Linked DNA regions of Manis pentadactyla: region 2 is linked to region 1. Evidence: chromatin contacts called from public Hi-C data. All regions are on one chromosome and are shown on one strand. The core of a region is the stretch at or near the end of the contact, and the rest is flanking DNA. Distances in the headings are between cores, read along the strand shown.

Region 1 (3,921 bases), core at 911-3,410:
ACATCCTGTCCCCTCTTCTGTTGTTGACACTTGAGCAGTGTAAGTGCCAATTACAGGAGCTTATCCACAGGGCCTTGAGGAGAGCCTATACTCCCGGCTTTGGTCATTCAGCAAGCATTTAGCAAGCCTCACAATGGGCTAGTTTGCGAGCTCAAGCTTTAAGTTCAGAACACCAGGTTTCAAATCCTGGCACCACCACTGCCACTGAGCCATCTTGGGTGAGTTTAGTTCATCTTTCTGTGCCCCAATATCCTCATCTATAAAATGGGGATATAACAGTAATGCTTAATCTCATGTTGTGAAAATTAAATGAGATGTTACTACAAAGTGCTCAGCATAGCGCAACTAACTTAGTTAGCAATCTGAAAGTGCTAATTTCAGATTCTCAGCTAGACTTGTTTCTGGCTAAGATAGACTACTTGTATCATATCAACTCACTCACTGAGGATAACTAAAATGGCTGGATGAAACATTTAAGAAATCTCTTTAAAGCCTTGGGAGAGCTACCAAAGCAGTGAGGACTTGAGAGGCCAAGATCTCAGAGAGAAGAGAAGTCAAATTTGGTTTCTCTTTTTCCCCTAAGGCATTTTCCAGTTTGGAGAGGCAGTATCCATGGAGTGGGGAAGTCAGAATTGGAATTTAGGGCTTAAAAAGGGGTGAAGCCTTGTTCAGCACTTCTAGCTTTTAAATGGGGAGCCCACAGGACTATGCTCTAGGAGTAATAATTAGCCAGATGTAGACTAGACTCTGGAAAACAGAAGCACAGCTTCCAGCCAGGACAATCCCCTATTGGGTTAAGGTGGCCAGGAGGGAGATAACATTATCCACAGCCTTACGTTATCTCTACAGTTTTTCATACATAATGTTGGCCATTCAATACAAAATTTTCTGACATTCCAGAAAAGACTAAATAACCGAAAACCAAGAGCAATTAAACAGTAGAAAGAGGAGATCCAGATATTGGCGTTTTTAGACACAGACTTTAAGGGTTTAATGTGTTCAAGAAAATAGGTAAGAAGAGGGATTCTTTCAATAGAAAACTGGAATCTATGAAAAAGAATCAAGTGGAAATTGTAGAACTAAAAAAATATAACAACTGAAAAATTAAGAGCTGAATGGATGGATTTTACCACAGAGAAGACACAGGTAAAGAGAGGCTTAGTGAATTGATTGTAAATCAACAGAAAAACATCCAGACAGAAACAGAGGAAAAAAGGCTAGAAAATACAGAATTGAGTCTAAGAGACGTGGGACAATGTCAAATGGTTGAACACATACACAATTAGGGTCCCAGAAGGAGAGGAGAGAGAATGGGGAAAAAGATAATGGCTGAAAAATTTCCAAAACTAGGGGGAAAGTCAAGCCACAGACTGTAGAAGCACCAGGGAGCCCAAAAAAGATAACTACAGAGAAAATAACACCTAGGCACATCATAGTAAAACTGCCAAAACCCAAGACAAAGAGTCTTCCCTATAAGGGAAAAGAAAAGAGAGCACTAGATGCTGTATTCACCCTCGGCCTCCCCTCAAATGTGAGCTTTCAAGAGTTGCTGTGAGGTAAAGTGAAGAGTCAGACTCCATCCCCTCCACAGCCTCTGACCAAGTCTGCACAATAGGAGGGAAGACCTGCCATCATCAGATAATATCAGATATTGATGAGGTGGGGAAGAGCTTGAAAAGGGGAAGTGGGAAAACTTGGGAATCTCACAGCTCCTCTTGAGGACAACAAGAAAGTGCGGGGATTTTCCTCCACATCAACCCTAAAAGGATCAAACCCTTCTTTCTAAAATGAAGCAAGATTACATATGGTGTCACCCTGATCATGTATTCTCTCTCTCTGGTTTTGGAATGTCTTGTCTTCTTTTCCATCCAGCCACAAGGGCCCAGATACACTTCCCTCCCTGAGCCTCAATTTCCTTAGTTGTAAATTGTGACTGTTAATGAGTATCAAGCAGTTGTAGGGATTCAGTGATGTATGGATGTGAACACGCTTTGCCAACTGTAAATTGCTGTACCCCTTCAGTGGTTGCTGTTTCTGCCTGGCAGAGCCAACAGCTGCAGGTTAAAGACAGCAGATGGTTCATGCAAATGTGGAGCTTCTGAGGAATCCGATGTCTGCAAATGCACTCAAGGGTCAACATGTGCTTGCTTTGCCAGGATTTGGGGGTTTCTGACTTCCTGCCAGCTGGGTGTGTCAGCGAGGTGCTTCTTGCTGGAGCCCCTGTTTGGAACTTGCACCTCACCATGGTGCCAGGGGAGGGAACCCTGAAGTAATCAGATCTGGTCAGATATAGAGGTGGCCCTCCAGGCCCTCTGCTTGGGCCAAGCTGATGTCCAGAGTGCGGATGCCCCCTGCTGCTCCCTAGCACTAGCCTTTGTTTACACTTGCCTGTCACCAAATTCTCTGCAACCCTCTGTGTGCAGGCTTTGTACACTCAGGAAGGACAGCTCAGGGCCTGTCCCTGGGGCACTTTCACCTGAGGTACAGACCAACTGTTCTCTTCCCAAACTCCACATGACCAATGGACCTCCCAGATCTGAGACCTCAAAGGCCCTTCTTCTGTCAACCACCACCATGATAACAGGGCTAACAGTTATTGAATTCTATGATCCAGCCACTTGATTTAATTTAAGCATTTGATTATCACAACTTCCTATACGGTAGGCTCTGTTATTAGCTTCACTTTCCAGGTGTTAACATTGAAGCATAGAGTGTTAGCCCACTTGTCTTGGTTAGGCTCAGTTACTTATCCTGCATGTGCTGCTCCCACTGTGGTACCATCAATTCCTCCCCTTGCTTCCCCACTCAGAGACCTATTCTGACATTTCTTTCACAATTCTAACACAGCTCCATAGCTCTGATCTCATCCTTTGGGGGCCTTTATACCTGTGATTTCATGTTATACAACAAACTTCTCAAATAGAAGTCACAAATCTTTACACTCTGATTACATCACCCTTGCTTCTACCTTCACTCCCAGAATCAACGCACCCAGCAATAGATCCCAGAACCAGATATAACTGGAGAATCCTAGGGACGCCCAGCTCAGGGGGCAGGTCGTTAGGGCCTAATCCTGGATCTTGTAAATTGCTAGACCTCTCTGGGCTTCTGTTTCTTCATCTGGACAAGGAGAGGCTGGACCAAATGATTTCTAAGGCTTCTTCCACTCGGGGGAGGAATGTGTCTAAATCCCAATAGCTGCCACCTGCCCCCTAATTAGAACTGATGGTGTCATTTAATGAGCACCTATGATTATGGTTTAATGAGCACACCTAATGCGCTGTGTGGTCCGCTTTACAGCCATTGACTCCCTTGACTTCCTCATCAGCCCAAGGAGTCTTCCTGGAGGAAAGAAGGTGGAGGATCTGCCTATGTCTGGAAGACAAGAGGAAGCGTGGAGGGAGGGAGGGTGGCATGAAGAGCCACAAGGGACTGGAGGGACTGGGTGGGGAAACAACAGGGGACTCTTCCTACATGGGGTGGGTTGTTCCTTCCCAAAGGCCCAGGCAGGGGCTGGCCAAAATGACCTCTGCACTGGGGGACAGCGAACGTAGCCACAGAACCGAAAGTGGGGTTGGAGGCTTAAATGCCCCGCCGACCCCTTCCTCTCTCTCTCTGTGCCCACAGGACGACGGTGATCTCGACCCTCTGACACGTGGGCTGGTCCAGGCCAGCGGCAGGAGGGAGCCTGATGAGCGCCCGGAGCGCCCAGGCAGATGCCGCCCCCAGAGACGAGCCAGGGACGCCCCGCCCGGGCGCCGGCGGGCCGCGCCCCGGGCCGACTGTCGGGCCTGCCGTCGCCCGCGCTGTTCTGCGCCTGCGGCCTGTGCGTGCTGCTGGCGGGCGTGAACGTGACGTTGGTGGGCGCCTTCGCCTCCTTCCCGCCCGGGCACAACGCGCCCCTCATCGTGGGGCCGGCGC
Region 2 (3,921 bases), core at 569-3,068, 150 kb before region 1:
GATTTCTCAAGTTCACTCCAAACCTGCTCTCCCCCATCGCAGTAAATAGCAGTTCTCTTCTTCCAACTATTCCACACTAAGACCGTGGAGTCCTGTGTTAGTCTTCTTTTTTTCATAACTTTTATGTAATCTTTCAGCAAAAACTGTTAGTTCTATCTTCAAGAAGCATCCAGAACGTTCACCATCTCCTCTACTGCCACCTAGTCTATCATCATCTCTATCTGGACAGTAACAAACTGGTCTCCTTTGTCTCTAATTCTCTCCCAGTTTTCTTTTTCACATAGTAGCCAGAGTCATCTTCTAAAAATCTAAGCCGGAGCAGGCCTGTTTAACACTCAGCTGTTAAAACCAAAAACAAATGGAAACCAACCTTGAAAATTCCCTGAGTGACAAAACTAGTTCAGTCATAAAAACAAAGGTTAATTTAGCTTTAAGTTAGCAAGTTAACTTGACCTGGGTCATCTCTTACGTACGCCTCTGGAAATCATAAGCCAAACTTAAACCGTTTCCCAAAGTTGATATGAGGTAACCACTGACCAATTCCCTATCTTTTAAGGAAATTCTAATATTATAACCAGTCCCCGTGAAGATCAACAGTCACAGCTTTCTCACTCTAAGCTGCCTCATAACAATATACCCCTGAGCCTCACTGCATGTTTTGGTTTGAGTTCTGCCAGTCTGCACACTGCCTTTTTGGTGTGCACGTGATAAACTTTTAATAATCACTACTTCAGTGACCTACTGGTTTCACTTCTGCTATTTCTGACATTTTAACAGACTTAAAGCACCAATGGTTACCTAAGTCTTCACCGTGGTCCATAAAACCCTCTAAGATCTGGCCCCAATGCTTGTCTGACCTCATTCCCCAGTGTTCTTTTCCTCTTCAGGTGCAGCCATACCGGGGCTTCCAGGTCACTCCATCCTCATAGCCATTGTGCTACTCCCTTGTTCCTCCCAGTCTCTAATCAAATGTTCCCTTATCACAGAGGCACACCCCATCTCCTTATTAAGTTTCCTTTTCCTCATCTAATCTATCACCTCCTTAATATACTTGCCTGTTGTTGCTCTCCTCCCACTGAAGTATCAGCGGCAGGAATAGGGTTGGCAGATAAAATATAGGACACCCAGTTAAGTTTGAATTCCAAATTTTAAAAATAATTAACTTTTCAGTATGAAGATGTTCCAGACGCTGAATGGGATATACTTATACTTAAAAAAAAATCGTTGTTTATCCTAAATTCAAACTTTACTGGTGTCCTGTATTTTTATTTGTTAAATCTGGCGATCCTACGCAGGAAGGCAAGGACAGTAGTTATTTGTTCATTGCTGTATCCCAGCGCTAGAAGTGCTCCTGATGTGGTAAGCTCTCAATATGCGTGGAATGAATTAGTGTGTTCAACGGGGTCATTAATATGTAATACTCCTAAACTTTTAATAAACAGCATGCGGGCCAGAGGGGCGGAGCCTCTAGGCTGCGTCAGTCCAGATCACACCTGGGGACTCGGCAAACTGAACTTTCTAGCAGGTCGGGCAGCTGGGGGCTTGCCATCCACCGCCTGGGATCAAAGCAAAACAAAACTCGCTCGCGTCTGCTAAGCCCCACCACCCAGGAGGCACTCCTGGGGGCGAGGCGGGGCGGGGCGGGGCGGGGCGGGGCCTCCCCAACCCGCAGTCAGAACGCCCCCCCTCGCCTCAGCCCAGGCCCCTTTAACGTCCCACCTCCTCACCACCGCGCGCGCCCGGGTGTGACGTAACCGACGGGTGGCCAATGGAAGAGCGGCTTACTGGCAGGCGTCGCCGCCGCAGTTGCCGAAGGGGAAGTGAACCGGGGCCGGAGCGATGGCCCGGGTTTGGAGCCCGCGGCCGCCGTTGCTGCCATCAGATCGTCGGGAGCAACCGCGGCCGCAGCTGGAGCAGGAGTCGGAGTCGTGGCTTGAGTGGAGGCAGCGCGTGTGAGTTGCCGAGGTCACCCGTGCCGGAACACCTCAGACTTTGGGCAGGAGCGCTTCGGGTGGGCTGAGCCACCGTCTCCCCACCGCACCCCGCTCCCCAGGCCCCAGCAGCAGGGCCGGGTCTCTCTAGGCGCGGGATTGGCTTCTCTCAAGTCGAGACCTCCGAGCCGGGCTCTTGGTCATCCTAGGTCTTGGGTTCCCTTCAAACTCCGGACGGTAATCACCCCAGACCCTGGCATTTTCTCGGCGCCCAGGCGTTGTCGAGATTTTAGCGGCTGCCTCCTCCTACTGCCGTCTCTCCAGCTAGGAAGGAATTAGTGCATTCCCACTGTTGTGCTCGACACTTCCCCTTTCCTCCCATTCAAAAACAAGTTTCTAACCTCTCCGTTGGAAATCCTGCCCCGGAAGTCCAAAACACCTATCTGTGCGTCCTTCCCCAGTTACTGGAGCGCGCTTAGAAATATTATCTACTTATCAGGGCCGAGAATCTCTCATTCTTAACTGAGCTTTTTATCCCTTCGGAGGTAAAGGTCGGCCCCATTTCCACCTTATCTGACACTCCAAGCCCTGGGTCTTACCCATTTGGATCACCAACTTCCTGGCCATCTCTATGTGGCATCTGCCACCCATCTGAGTTCCAGGTTCCTTTGTGCTCCAGTCCCTATCCCCCAGCAGATCTGGTCAGTCCCACCCCTGGGTGGGACTGACCCGGGGCTCTGGCCCAGGATTCCCCACCCTGGAAGGCAGCCTCAAGGCAACGAGAGAATTGGGCGTTGGGTACGAACCTGGCAACTCGGGAGTGGGAGCTCCACTCACCCCACACAAGAAGATGAAAAAGCGCAAAGAGCTGAATGCATTGATCGGCTTGGCGGGGGACAGCCGGAGAAAGAAGCCCAAGAAAGGTTCAGGACACCGCCTTCTTCGCACTGAGCCTCCTGCCTCAGACTCTGAATCCAGCTCCGAGGAGGAAGAGGAATTCGGTGTGACTGGAAATCGCTCTCGCTTTGTCAAGTGAGTGATGCAGTGGTGGAGGGTGGGATGGGGAAAAGGCATCTCCTTGCATTACCAAGGGAGCAAATTGAAGGGAAGGAGAAGGGAGTTCTTAAGAAGAAAAAAAAGGTGAAGACCTTGGAAGGCAAGGACGGAGAAAAGATGTGAGGAAGAAAATGAGTTCAGGTTCTGAATGAATGATGAGTTAGAGATCTGCCACTTAAGTGTATAAAGAAAAGCTTTGAATCTAGGGTGAAGTGTGGACTTGGGGATGTGCCAAGAACCCTGAGAAACTGAATTGGGAGTAGCAAAGAATAGGTACAATAGAAGCAGAGAAGCTTTTGGGACTAGCCCTTTTTTAAAAGTGTAGGACAAATAGGGACCTTAAGATTGCGAATTATTTTTTGCACTCTTGGTGAGTCGGAATCTTGGTGGTGGGAGAATGTGGTGAGACATGTACTGAAGACAGTATGAGCCTTGACAGTCGATGAAAGGCAGGGGACAAGAAGAAGAGGCAACTTTTTCCCAAACTACTTTTAGATGGTGCAGCCACTAGACAAATCCAGTACTGAGCTTTGAGGACATTGGGAATTGGGGCTCAGGGTGGAAAAGGGCTGAAGGGAACCTTGAAGGTACCCTTGGACCCTCTCAGGGAGCACACTAAAAGAAAAGAGTATTCCACTGAGGATGTGGAAGCAAGGACTAGGCAGAAGGTTGGGGTACTAAAAAAGATTAAATCCTTTATTTGAAGTTTTCTTGTTTGCTTAGAATGTGTCCTTTCATTTTGTTGAAGGAAGAATTTGATTTCTAATAAGCTTTGTCAGATCAGGTAGTTAAAGGTAATCCTACTCAGGGGTTACCCTGTTGGGTTAGTTTACCCTTGACTGCTGGTTAAAGTTTGGTGTGAAATCTAACCCTTTTCTCTGTTTCCTTCCGAGAAAATAAGCTAGAATATACCAAGTGTCCATTTAAATAAATG

What was found. A called contact is a pair of places that touch in the nucleus more often than the background predicts.
Region 2: a contact with region 1 is called in a Hi-C map of skin fibroblasts, with 6 times the contacts expected there. The contact joins the promoter of EFCAB14 here to the promoter of TMEM275 in region 1. A contact is called at or near these places in 3 of 3 Hi-C or Micro-C datasets (blood, fibroblasts and skin fibroblasts).

The regions. Positions count from the first base shown.
Region 1 is chr4:36,848,866-36,852,786 of mManPen7.hap1, reverse strand. It overlaps TMEM275 (transmembrane protein 275), which reads left to right and starts at 2,160. Exons shown (of 3, transcript XM_057501924.1): 1 at 2,160-2,338; 2 at 2,424-2,660; 3 at 3,628-3,921. The coding sequence starts at 3,717.
Region 2 is chr4:37,003,267-37,007,187 of mManPen7.hap1, reverse strand. It overlaps EFCAB14 (EF-hand calcium binding domain 14), which reads left to right and starts at 1,818. Exons shown (of 11, transcript XM_057500181.1): 1 at 1,818-2,963. The coding sequence starts at 2,782.